Linked DNA regions of Zea mays: region 1 is linked to region 2. The links are chromatin contacts, called in public Hi-C maps. All regions are on one chromosome and are shown on one strand. The core of a region is the stretch at or near the end of the contact, and the rest is flanking DNA. Distances in the headings are between cores, read along the strand shown. Region 1 holds the start of LOC103654397 (probable BOI-related E3 ubiquitin-protein ligase 3). Region 2 has its middle 9.9 kb from the start of LOC103654394.

What was found. A called contact is a pair of places that touch in the nucleus more often than the background predicts.
Region 1: a Hi-C map of tassel shows a contact between it and region 2, with 2.6 times the contacts expected there. The contact joins the promoter of LOC103654397 here to the enhancer-like site in region 2. A contact is called at or near these places in 3 of 25 Hi-C or Micro-C datasets (endosperm, leaf and tassel).

Annotation. Positions count from the first base shown.
Region 1 is chr4:197,476,485-197,483,123 of Zm-B73-REFERENCE-NAM-5.0, forward strand. It overlaps LOC103654397 (probable BOI-related E3 ubiquitin-protein ligase 3), which reads left to right and starts at 5,240. Exons shown (of 1, transcript XM_008681237.3): 1 at 5,240-6,563. The coding sequence starts at 5,367. The coding sequence ends at 6,257.
Region 2 is chr4:197,405,366-197,411,682 of Zm-B73-REFERENCE-NAM-5.0, forward strand. No RefSeq gene overlaps it. Among protein-coding and RNA genes, the nearest start is that of LOC103654394, 9.9 kb to the right of the region's middle. Within about 2 kb of position 2,041, at least 19 of the 20 cell types and tissues checked have an H3K27ac peak or open chromatin away from gene starts, as enhancers often do. A contact at or near this core is called in endosperm, leaf and tassel, where this site is marked.

The DNA.
Region 1 (6,639 bases), core at 3,990-6,489, 74 kb after region 2:
CGGAGGCAGGTGCTCCAGCCAGGCGCGAGCGGTGTCGGAGAGAAACAGGGGGAGGTTGCGGATGATGAGGTTGTCATCGTCCGTTCCACCCAGTTGGCAGGCCAGACGGTAGTCCGCGAGCCACAGTTCCGGTCTCGTCTCCCCCGAGTACTTTGTGATAGTAGTCGGGGGTCGGAACCGGGTCGGGAACGGTGCCCGTCGGATGGCCCGGCTGAAGGCCTGCGGACCGGGTGGCTCGGGCGAGGGGCTCCGATCCTCCCCGCTGTCGTAGCGTCCCCCACGCCTGGGGTGGTAGCCTCGGTGCACCCTCTCGTCGAGGTGGGCCCAACGGTTGCGGTGATGGTGCTCGTTGCCGAGGCGGCCCGGGGCCGCAGGCGCGGTGTTGCGCGTGCGCCCGGTGTAGACCGAGGCTTCCCGCATGAATCGGGAAGTCGCGGCATGAGGTTCCGAGGGGTACCCCTGCCTTCGGGAGGCAGAGCTCTCGGCCCGTCGGACCGCAGCGCCTTCTAGGAGATTCTTGAGCTCCCCCTGGATTCGCCGGCCCTCGGTGGTTGATGGCTCCGGCATCGCGCGGAGAAGCATCGCTGCTGCAGCCAGGTTCTGGCCGACCCCACTAGATGCGGGTGGTGGCCTGACCCTGACGTCGTCGGCGACGCGGTGCCAGAAGCCCTGGGGCAGATGACGTATTTCTCCGGCCGGGGGTTGGCCCGCCCATGCCTGCCCGACGTCCCGGCGGATCGGCTCAAGTGCTCCTGCTCCCTCGTCGAGCCTGGCCTGCACCCCGCGGATTTGCTCGAGCTGTGGGTCATGGCCCCCCGCCTGAACGGGGACCACAGCTAGCTCCCGTGGGATGTCAACGCGGGGCACCGGCTTAGGGAGGTCACCGTCCTCAGGCATGCCAAGATGATTGCCTTCGGAGGGACCCCCTAGATCGACGTGGAAACATTCGTGGCTTGGGCCGCAGTCCTCGTCGCCGAGGCTGCGACTACCGTCGGAACAGTCGGAGAGGCAGTAGTCACATGCGGTCATGAAGTCCCGCATGGCACTGGGGTTGCCAAGTCCAGAGAAGTCCCAGCAGATGCTGGGCTCGTCATCTTCCTCGGACCCAGAGGGCCCGTAGGTCGAGACGTCCGTCAGCCGGTCCCAAGGCGACCGCATGCGAAACCCCAGAGGGTTTGGACTCGCCTCTACGAGAGCGCCCGCCAAAGTGAGGTTGCTAGGCGGGTTGAGGCTGAATCCAAATGACGTAGGATAGGAATCGGTCGGTACCTCTTGGTCGACGAGCGGCGATAAAGTCACGTCGGGAACTGATTGCACCGTCGTCTCGGGTATGAGGGTGACGTCCAGCAAGCTTTTCGCGATCGCGCTGGCGTCGTCCGCTTGCTCGGGACTGGCGTGTCGCGGGGAGACGACGCTCGTCTTCGTCTCAAGCGCGAAGTCGATACCCGGTGCGCCCCCCGTTGGGGTGCCGGCGCTGTCGACTCGCTCGACAGCCGACGAGGCGCTGCCTCCTGCTTGGCCTTGGTTGCCCTGCCTTCCCTTCCGTTGGCGGGGAAGAGGGCGGGATGAGCTCGAAGGTTGTTCTTCCACCACGCGGGGAAGACGTCATCGATTCCGCCGCCGGGGGGCGGGCTGTCGGCCGCCATTGTCGTTGTCGCGCGACGGTGGAAGGAGTATCATGTCGTAGCTGCCGTCGAGGGACATGAACTCAAGACTCCCGAAACGGAGCACCGTCCTGGGTTGGAGAGGTTGCTGGAGACTGCCCATCTGGAGCTTGACGGGAAGCTGTTCGTCAACACGCAGCAGGCCCCTACTTTCGGCGTTTCGAGACCGGGGGGTCCCTGGGCCGACGAGTGAATGTCGCCGCGTGCCCCAGCCCAGATGGGTCGAGCGCGAGGGCGAGCGCGAAGGGGGGAGAGCGAGGCGCCGGAGACCGGCGTGAGAGAGGTGGGAATCCCGCGGCCTTCGTGTTCGTCCCGCGCCCAGGTCGGGTGCGCTTGCAGTAGGGGGTTACAAGCGTCCACGTGGGAGAGGGAGCGAACGGCTCCAAGCGAGCGCCTGTCTCGTCCTCGTCCCCGCGCGGCCAACCTTCTCTAAGAGGGCCCTGGTCCTTCCTTTTATAGGCGTAAGGAGAGGATCCAGGTGTACAATGGGGGGTGTAGCAGAGTGCTACGTGTCTAGCGGAGGAGAGCTAGCGCCCTAAGTACATGCCGTTGTGGCAGCCGGAGAGATTTTGGCACCCAGCTGGTGTGATGTCGTGGCCGTCGGAGGAGCGATGGAGCCTGGCGGAAGGACAGCTGTCGGAGCGGTTGAGTCCTTGCTGACGTCCTCTTGCTTCCGTAAGGGGGCTGAGAGCCGCCGTCGTCACAGAGTACGCGGGGCGCCATCATTGCCTATCTGGCGGAGCTAGCCAGATGGGACGCCGGTCTTGTTCCCTGCGGCCCGAGTCAGCTCGGGGTAGGGTGATGATGGCGCCTCCTGTTGACGTGGCTGGCCTGCGCCCTAGGTTGGGTGATGTGGAAGCTCCTCCGAAGCCGAGGTCGAGTCTGTCTTCCGTGGCCGAGGTCGAGTTCGAGCCCCTGGGTCGGGCGAGGCAGAGGCCGTCGGCTGAGGCCAGGGCGGAGTCCGAGCCCTGGGGTCGGGCGAAGCGGAGTTCGTCGTCTTCTGGGCTGAGCCCGAGTCCGAGCCCTGGGTCGGGCGGAGCGGAGTTCGCCGTCTTCCGGGACTTAGCCCGAGTCCGAGCCCTGGGTCGGGCGGAGCGGAGTTCGTCGTTTTCCGGGACTTAGCCCGAGTCCGAGCCCTGGGTCGGGCGGAGCGGAGTTCGCCGTCTTCCGAGACTTAGCCCGAGTCCGAGCCCTGGGTCGGGCGGAGCGGAGTTCGCCGTCTTCCGGGGCTGAGCCCGAGTCCGAGCCCTGGGTCGGGCGAAGCGGAGCTTCCTATGGTGCCTTCGGCAGGGCCTGACTGTCTGTCAGTCTCACTCTGTCAAGTGGCACCGCAGTCGGAGTGGCGCAGGCGGCGCTGTCCTTCTGTCAGGCCGGTCAGTGGAGCGACGAAGTGACGACGGTCACTTCGGCTCTGCCGGCTGGGGGCGCGCGTCAGGATAAAGGTGTCAGGCCACCTTTGCATTAAATGCTCCTGCGATTTGGTCGGTTGGTGCGGCGATTTGGTCAGGGTTGCTTCTTAGCGAAGGCAGGGCCTCGGGCGAGCCGGAAATATGTTCGCCGTTGGAGGGGGGCCTCGGGCGAGACGGAAATCCTCCGGGGTCGGCTGCCCTGGTCCGAGGCTGGGCTCGGGCGAGGCGTGATCGAGTCGCTTGAATGGACTGATCCCTGACTTAGTCGCACCCATCAGGCCTTTGCAGCTTTATGCTGATGAGGGTTACCAGCTGAAAATTAGGAGTCTTGAGGGTACCCCTAATTATGGTCCCCGACACTGAGGTTTTCTTATCCAAAGTTTTTAACGAGGTAATATCAACTAAGCTATATATTTCATCATTTATTTTTTCCCCATGGGGAGGGTTTAGGAATAATGATTACATGCATATTTTTCTTTTGGAGATCAGTGTGAGTTTTATCCATGATTCAAAAGCAGTGTGTACTCCTTATTTTTTTTCACAAGGTTTTTAAGGAGATAATATCTTGGAAGAGAACAGCTGACAAATGATCAAATGAAGTTCGATTGATTAATGGGGAGTGTTACAAAATATTACATATGTGGCCAATCCAAAGAGTACGGCAGTTTTTCTCTAATGTACATATCCCTTGGAATATACCCGTTCACTTGTACACAAGTGTAATGATACATGGAATGCAACTCCTACCGTCATTTTTCTAAACTCGTTTTCGCTGTTACACGACGGCCGATAGGGGAGCCCCGTGGAGAGCAGTAAAAGTAGCGACTTTAGCTGGTTTTAGTCACTTTGTTGTTTTAGGGGGTGTTTGGTTCTGTGGACTAAAGTTTAGCCCGAGTCACATCAAGCGTTTGACTTTCAAATAGGAGTATGAAATATAGACCCAACCAACTGTACTAGATTCGTCTCACTTTTCAATCTTCGGCTGAGAAATTAGTTTTATAATCCGACTACATTTAATACCCCGAACGGAGGTTCAAACATTCGATGTGATAGGAGCTAAATTTTAGCAGGGGCAAACCAAACACAGCCTTAGTCATGTGGATCCAAACAGTCTGTGCCATTGGTGGTCACTGTGGCACGTTTTTCTACACCAGCTAGCGTGCTCCGACGTGGGGCGTCCTCTTGGCTGCTAGCGCCGCATGCCATGCCGGCCGGCCTTTTCGGTGGTCTGTGGACTGACCTGGACTTTTGGCTGTTTGCGCCTCGCGGATTGGGGCCCTCGCGCGGTTTGCCTCCTCAAAACCTAACCATCACTTTTACCTTGCCCCCTCGTCAAGATCGCCTTCATCATCATCATAATAAAAAAATATATATGAAAAAAAACACACACACATAGAGAGAGAGCACAGCCCGGTCCGGATCAAATGGATCGTCGTGTTCCGTCGAGGGAGTGATAGCGTGGTGACATGTGCGCGGCCGTACGGGGGAGAGTGGAGTCGAGTCGGACGGATGCAGCGGACGGACTAGAGGACGAAACAAAAAACGCGGGCCACACCCAGCCGGCCCGGGCCACCGGCGCTTTGCCCTGCATCACATGCCCTGCCACATGAGCCATGGCCACCCACCCACCTGCTTTCATTTTTTGTCGATCGTGTTGGGCCGGCGGTTCCGTTTCATCCGCACATATGACGACAGGGCTCCGGAAAGGGACGCCGGTGGAGATCGCCGGATCTCAGGGCTCGCGCGCGCTTGTTTAGTGCTCCGCTGCTGCCAGAGCATCTCCTCGTCCTCGTCGTCATCGTTAACTAATCCAGCTTACCTTATTCAACACAGGCTGTTAGGACGAGCGAGCGAGTGGCGTACGCACTCGGCGCTTGTGCCGCGTGGTCCACCCCGGCAACCTTTTGGGACGAGATCCGCTTGTCTTGGCCGATGGGCCGCCCGCCATTATCGCGCCACTTTAAGCACGGCAGCACGACTGCCTGCCAATCTAGGGTAATTTTAACTCCTCCCGAGTCTCTCTCTCTCTCTCTCGTAGTACGGACTGTTACTGGTAACCGGCTCCTCATTAATTAGCGGTAACCGTACCTGCACGCGTGCGTGCGTGCATGCAGCGGCGGGCCCCGCCAGCCACCCATGAGGCCACCACATGGCCCACTACACCAGTCGGCGACGTCCGACCACGTGGCTGGGCCGGCTCCCCGGCGATATATATAACCCGCGCTCCGTAGTCCATCCATCCATCACCCAACCAAGCCTTCGTCCTCCTCCCTCACTCACAGTGGTGGACACCATGGCCGTACAAGCGCAATTCGGCGGCCTCCTGCTCCCACCCTACGCGGTCGAGGACCAGATGCGGGCGCTCAAGGACTACGGCGTGCTCCTGTCCGCCGCGCAGAGCGAGCTGACGCGCAACGTCGTCGTCGGCGGCGGCGGGGCGGCCGCCATGCCCCTGCCGTCGCGCAAGCGCCACCGCAGGGAGGACGAGCACCGGCACTACAACGTGGACGTGCCTCTCCCGGGGATGGGGTCGCTGGCCGCAGACCCGACGGCGGCGGCGTCGACGAGCGGCCGGGCGCCCGCCGACGCCGAGGTGGACGCGCTGGTGCGGGCCGAGTGCGAGCAGCTGCGCGCGGGGCTGGAGGCGGCGCGGGCGCGGCAGCGCCGGGCGCTGCTGGCGCGCGCGGCCGCGTCCGTCCTTGCGCGGCGGGCGCGGGAGGCGGAGGCCCGGCTGGAGGCCGCGCGGCGACGCGCCGCGGAGCTCGACGAGTGGGTCCGCCTGGCCGCCGCGGAGGCGCAGGCGTGGTGCGGCGTCGCGCGGGCCAACGAGGCCGTCGCCGCGGGCATGCGCGCCACGCTCGACGCGCTCCTCCTCCGCTCCTCGGCCGCCGCCGCCGGCCGCGAGGGCGAGGGCGACTCGTCCGAGCCCGGGCCCGAGGACGCGCAGTCTCGCTGCTCCTGCTGCTACGTTGAGGACGTTGAGGCGACGGGCACCGCTGCCGCCACGCCCTCGCCATTGTGGAACGGCAGGTGGGCGTGCAGGGCGTGCGGCGAGGGCGAGGCGTCCGTGCTGCTGCTGCCGTGCCGGCACATGTGCCTGTGCAAGGCGTGCGAGCCCCGGACGGACGCCTGCCCGGTCTGCTCCGGCGCCAAGAACGCGTCCATCCACATCGCGCCCAGCTGATGCCCACCGCGCCAAGTCGTTTGTTTGCGGGGCCTAGCATGGCGCGTCGATTGGATTCAATTTGCTCCGTAGGGTTCGTCAAGTAACCTAGATGAGTAGTTAGGAGTTTGATAGATTCGATGCCGTTGATTTTCTTTTATGCACGATGTTAATGGAAAATCAGAAAGAAGACCGACTTGTCATGTAAACCGGCATGCTTCCTTGCTCTGTTTTCTCAGCGTATTTGTTGCTCTAGATTTTCGTTTCTTCTGTTTTGACGCCAAGAAATATATATAATGTAGGGCCCGCTTCCTCATTTAAAAAAAATACAATTATGATCCTATTTTTAATATTAGAAATTTAATCGGATAACGGATATCACCCGTTTTATATTTAGATACGG
Region 2 (6,317 bases), core at 791-3,290:
AAACACTTCATCTTTTGTTTTTAAGAGATACACATAGAAAAATCTGGTGGAGTCATCTATAAAAGTGAGAAAGTATCTTTTACCACCTTTTGTCAAAATTCCATTCATCTCGCACAGATCAGAATAAACAAGTTCTAGAGGTGCTAAACTCCTCGCCTCAGCAGCCTTATGAGGCTTGCGGGGTTGTTTTGATTCAACACACACATGGCACTTAGACTTTTTGACCAAGTTAAATTTAGGGATTAGATTTAGATTTGCTAACCGCATAAGACAGCCAAAGCTTGCATGACAAAAACGTGAATGCCATAAATCTGACTCATCAGAAAAATTAACAGAATTCACTAGTTTATTACACACATCATGCAGTGATAAGCGAAACAAACCTCCACAGTCATATCCTTTACCAACAAAAGTACCATGTTTCGACACAACACATTTATTTGACTCAAGAACAACTTTGTATCCATCTCGACATAGCATAGAAGCATTAACGAGATTCTTCTTGATAGAGGGCACATGCTGCACGCTCTTCAATGGCACCGTCTTTCGCGAAGTGAACTTCATAATGACCGTACCACAACCAAGAACATGAGCACGCGACCCATTTCCCATTAACAAGGCGCCAGACCTCCCGACCTGGTAGGAAGTGAACATAGAGGCATCAGCACACACATGAATGTTTGCACCACTATCCATCCACCGCTCAGGTGAATTACAAACTGAAAGAACAAATGGTAAAGAATTACCATACCCAGATGTTCCATCTTCAGTTTCAGTGGTTACAACATTAGCTGATTTCTTGTCCTGTGTGAACTTGCGATCAGGGCACTCTCTAGCCCAATGTTGATCACTGCCACAGACAAAGCATCCTCCCTTTTCCTTGTTGTTGTTGTTCTTCTTTTTAAATTGTGCTATTTGAACAGGTTTATTTGTGTTCTCTTGTTTGTTCTGTTTTTTCTTATTGTTAAACTTGCGGAAGTTTCTCTTCTGCACTACATTAGCAGTAGAGGTCTCAACACCTTTTCCACTGTCCTTTGTTCTAGCCCTTTCCTGAACATCAAGAGTACCAATGAGCTCTTCCACATTGCACTCTTGTCTCTTATGTTTGAGAGAGGTAGCAAAGTCCTTCCAAGAAGGTGGCAACTTGGTGATTATACCGCCAGCCACAAACTTGTCAGGCAAAGGACAAGAAAAAAGTTCGTGTTCCTTAGCTAGTGCCTGAAACTCATGAGCCTGTTCCACTACAGATCGGTTCTCAACCATCTTGTAGTCATACAGCTGCTCCATGAGATACAGCTCGCTACCAGCGTCAGTTACTCCAAACTTTCCAACAAGTGTATCCCACAGCTCTTTCCCTGTAGGAAGGATGATATAGCTTTTCTGGAATTTTGTATCAAGTGCGCTAATTACTGCTCCTCGAAAGAGGTTGTCTTCAGCCTTAAACTTAGCCTCATCCTCAGGAGGTAAGTCGGCAGGCTTGCCCGCAGCGGCATGAAAACAAGACATTAGGTTTTTGGATTGTTAGAATTATAGGCATTAGATGTTAAAGTCATCTCAAATAAAGTATAACTCTTAATTTTTTTTTAAAAAAAGAAAGACATAAACAGTACTCCACCGTTTGGTTCACAAATATATAATATTGTTGACTTTTTTCTAAAACTTTAATCATCCGTCTTACATTTTTTTAAAAAAAATCATGAATCATTATTTATTTTGTTACGATCTGTTTTATTAATTAAGATTAAACTTAAAATTTAAATTTTTGAATAGTTAGGAGTTGTTATTTTTTTTTAAAAAAAAAGGCACCTGTTTCATATATTTTTAAACGGAGGCAGCAGATATGTAGCATTCTTTTTCCTCCTGTACCAACGTGCTAAAAGAGTCGATAGGTGAGCTGGTTAGGTGATGTGAAAGGTCCGTGAAAGCGAAATTTGTGGCTAATTTCTCCGGTGGTCCAAGTCCAACTGGTGGAGTAAACACGAGGCCGACGATTCGGCCCGGTGGTCCAGTGGCCATCGCTGCCTGTCTGTGGGTCGTGATGGACACCATGACGGGCTGAAATCCCGCGGCTGACACTTGAGGCCCAATTGTGAAATACGGTGGCCCTCGCTGTGCTCATGATGAAAGAAAGACGTGACATTCGATACGTAGTATGACTGTATGAGAGGTGGTGTTTGGAGTTTGGACCACGCCACGGAGCTATTATTAATTTAAATCACCTTGTTACTACACTATACGTTTGGTGGAGCCTACGTGTAGCGGAGAGAATAAGGGCCCGTTTAGCACAGCTCTAGCTCCTAATTCTAAGCGAGGATCTGGAGGAGCCGTGTCAAACGGGTATTTTTTTAAACTGATTCTTGTGTGGAGCCGAAAGATTGGGAGTCGTTTTTGTGAAGAAAGGTGGGATCTAAAAAAACCTGCTCCACCCTCTCTTAAAATTGCTCCTCAACCAACCAAATATGGACCTCCCCTTAAAATTTGACCGAAATTACTCGCAATTGCCACTGGACAAAAACATAACGAGCCAATTTATGGATTAAACATTTGAGACCATTTTATGCACTACTATGATGGAAATATTTTATATGTTATTGTTTCATAATTTTTTTTTGTATATGTGTCCTACTTATTGGTTTGTAACAAAGTTGAACTGCAAAGTGTAAAACAGACAATCGCTACAGACCACCAACTCTCAGCAGACAAGAATCAATTTACTTGTCAAACGGTTTTAAAAATGATTCTGATTCTCTAGGAGAATCAAGAGGATCAGCTCCTCACGAGGATCAGGATCTGAAGCTAAAGAAGCAGGAGCTGGAGCCCTAAATACAAAACCGTTCCCGCTCCCCTTCCCAATGCAAGTTACGTCTGCTAGCTCATCTCTCTTCCCCGTGACGTACTTGTGCCCACACGGACCCAACCAATCAGGCGTATTAATTGTGTACGGGCGTAAGTGTGCTTGATTGCGTCCGTGCCAACGTACGCAGCCCCATCTACCGTGCGTGCACACACTTTCAACTTATTTAGTTACGATCTACGGAGTGCCTACGTACGTACAACGTACCTAGCTATGGACAGTTGCTAGCTAGCTCGGTACGTACGTCGTACGTCCAACTCTGTACAGGTACACTTCCTGTAAAGTTTACGCCGTGATTGTAGCTAGCTAAGGTGCTCGACGACAATCCTGAAAATCTGAATGTTTATCTGTGTGTCAACGATGCGTACGTGGGCCCTCCATTATTTTATTTTTTTTTTGTAACCGTAATGATCGTCATGAACGACTAACGAAGAGGGATACGTGCTGTTGGCCTAAACAAACATGACCGCTGGGTACGTACGTGCCATTATTATTCCACTAGCACAACCAAAATAATATATTATTCCAAATGATGATCACGTAGCACTCACTGGCTATAGCTAATAGCTAGTCGCAGACGCATATATAGCTAGCATTACTATTATCGACCACACCTTATTACCGTAGTGATAACTTTGCACCTGTCATCATTTGTCCAATTAGCCTACTACTACTAGTAGTCTAGTAGTAGTGCTAGCTGTAGGTATGACCAATGCGTGTTAGCCGTCCACACTGATTAAAATATATTGAAAAGGGACCAGAGAACAGCAGCGCATTAATTAATTAGGCATATGATGATCCCTGGCTAGCTCGATCGATCAGTGGGGCGTGCGTGCATGCTTTCTTAGCTTCTTCAGTTTCTCCGAAAGTAACAGAGAAAGAGGCAAGCAAAGGTGCATTATTATTGCACGCAAATAAAGAGCACGTACGCTAGTCGGGAGGAATAATCGGGACTGCCGGCGGGCTAGGGGCTAGGGCTATGGATGGAGGAGCCGTGTATGTGTACTTCCTCTCTGATTTACTATTAGCTGTCGTTTAAGAAAACGATACGGTCTACAAAATATAACTTTGACCAATGTTTTTTGTTAAAATACAAATAAACTCTTAATACATTTATACTTTTATAAAAGTACTTTTTATGATAAATTGGTGCATATAAATATTAGGTTCCAAAACTAAATAACAAAATAGTTATTTGTAGTCAAAATTTTATAAGTTTGACTCGAATCTTATCCAAAACGACAACTAATAGGACACCGGACGAGTACGTATGTGCTACTACGATACAATGCTGCATTGCCAGCAGACACTAGTGGCTTGCTTGCAGTGCTCTGCAGTCTGCACGCATCCACCACCGACACAGCCACAGCCAAAGCCACAGCCACAGCCTGCAGCGAGATGCTGCTAGCTGGTGCTACGTTACTTACTACCGGGTTGGCATGCAGTTGGCACTAATCAGTAAATCAGTACTAGTGCGCTGTACGTAATTGTTGGAGCGAAGGCGTACCGCCCCTCGCTGAGCTGCTGGTTCGTAACAAGGATAAATCACGACGGAGGAGAAGCGAAGGCAGACGAAGACTGATGGAGCGAAGGCACGAAGACAGAGGGAGCACACGAAGAAGGCGAAGGCCATATCGGTTCCAGACGGTGCCAGAAACGGGCAAACGGCGATGGCCTACTCACCGACTGCCGAATACTGGAGGCACGAAGGCTTTTGTCGTCGCCCGCGCGTTGTTGAGTGACGGCGGGCTCGTGTAAAATCACCCTGGGCCGCCTGGTCCCACGTGTAACCCATTGTGTGGGTAGAGTTAATGATGTGTCCATCCGTTCTGTCGTACCTAATCATGCTGTAAATGACATGTAATTAACTCTTGAGAGGAGAATATTATAGAGATAACGTAGATAACCGGAGGCATAATTGTATTTGGCAGGGTGAAACCGTCCTTCTGCTTACCTATAAATACACTTTCGCACTGTATCCTATTGCAGGAGGTTGAAAATACTGTTGCTATAATAAACTACTAGGTGAGTGCCCGTGCGTTGCGACGGTGTACAAATTATTTGATAAATGTTAGTGCACAACAATTACATAGAAACGAACAATATATATATCAACCTCAATATCTCACATATGAGGAGTGGACATGTCAGTCAGTAATAGCAAGTGATTATTTCCCCGAAGCCGTGAAAGGTGAGACTAGGAAGAAGGGATATTGGAGAAGTAATCTTCTATTTCTTAATTGCCAAATGTTCGAATACAAGAGATAAATAGGCATTATGCCTTCTAACAAACATAGATGGAAAATCTCCTCAAATTGAGACAGTGGTTTCTAGCTGCGGTGACTCGGTCTCCATCGATGATTTGTTGCAACTCAATATTCAGCACCTTGAGACAGTGGTTTCTAGCTACGGTGACTCAGTCTGAATCGATGATTTGTTGCAACTCAATGTTCAGCACCAGATTAAATTGACTTTCGCTAACATCGTTCCTATAAATTAGACACAAATAAGCTTGGTGCTATAACAAAACAGAGAAAATAGAAGATAGGCAACCCATTTTCTCAACCAAACAGTTACTTCAACACAAAAGGTTAACTAACAACGATTTGCATCTAAACAATAACAAACCTGGAGATGATGACTTGATGAGGCTTTCTCTTCCAAGAACTGGTGTAGAATTCAATCAGATTCAGACAACAACATTAGCCACCAACATTTAAGGAAGTTGTAGTAGGCTCGAGTTGAAACCCAACATTAGCCACGAACAAAAACAAAAAAGAAAAAAAATACAAGGCAAACTGAAACAGATAATGAATGCAAAATAAGCCAAGAGCGAGATAAAACTTACATAAAGTAGAGATCGTCATGATCTTCAACCATCCGCTGTAGGGCTGGGCAAAAAACCCGTAACCCGAAACCCGAACCCGGAATACCCGAACCCGAACCCGAACCCGAAACCCGAATTTTGTTTGGGAATTTCGGGTAGCAACTTGCAAAACCCGAATTTAGTTCGGGTAATTCGGGTATCACAATCGGGTACCCGAAATACCCGAATTACCCGAACTTTCATGTGTCATGTACTCATGTCATGCTTAATTATTAATTTATACATTTATAATTATGTGTATGTGTGCATAACTTGTGATTGTAGATTGCTTGTGTTTTATATGTACATGTATATCATTATTCAAACTATATTTTTATACTAATTTAATAAGGTGTATGTGTTTTTATGAAGACGACACAATAGTTCGGGTAGTTCGGAAATACCCGAACCCGAACCCGAAATTTCGGGTACCCGAATTTTCGGGTATTGCAAAACTCGTTGTAATTTCGGGTATCGATTCTCAAAACTCGAAATTTTAAAAACCCGAGTTACCCGACCCGAAATTTTCGGGTAACCCAAACGCCCACCCCTAATCCGCTGCAGCAGTGGAGGCTGCCCTTCATCATCGTCAGTTAG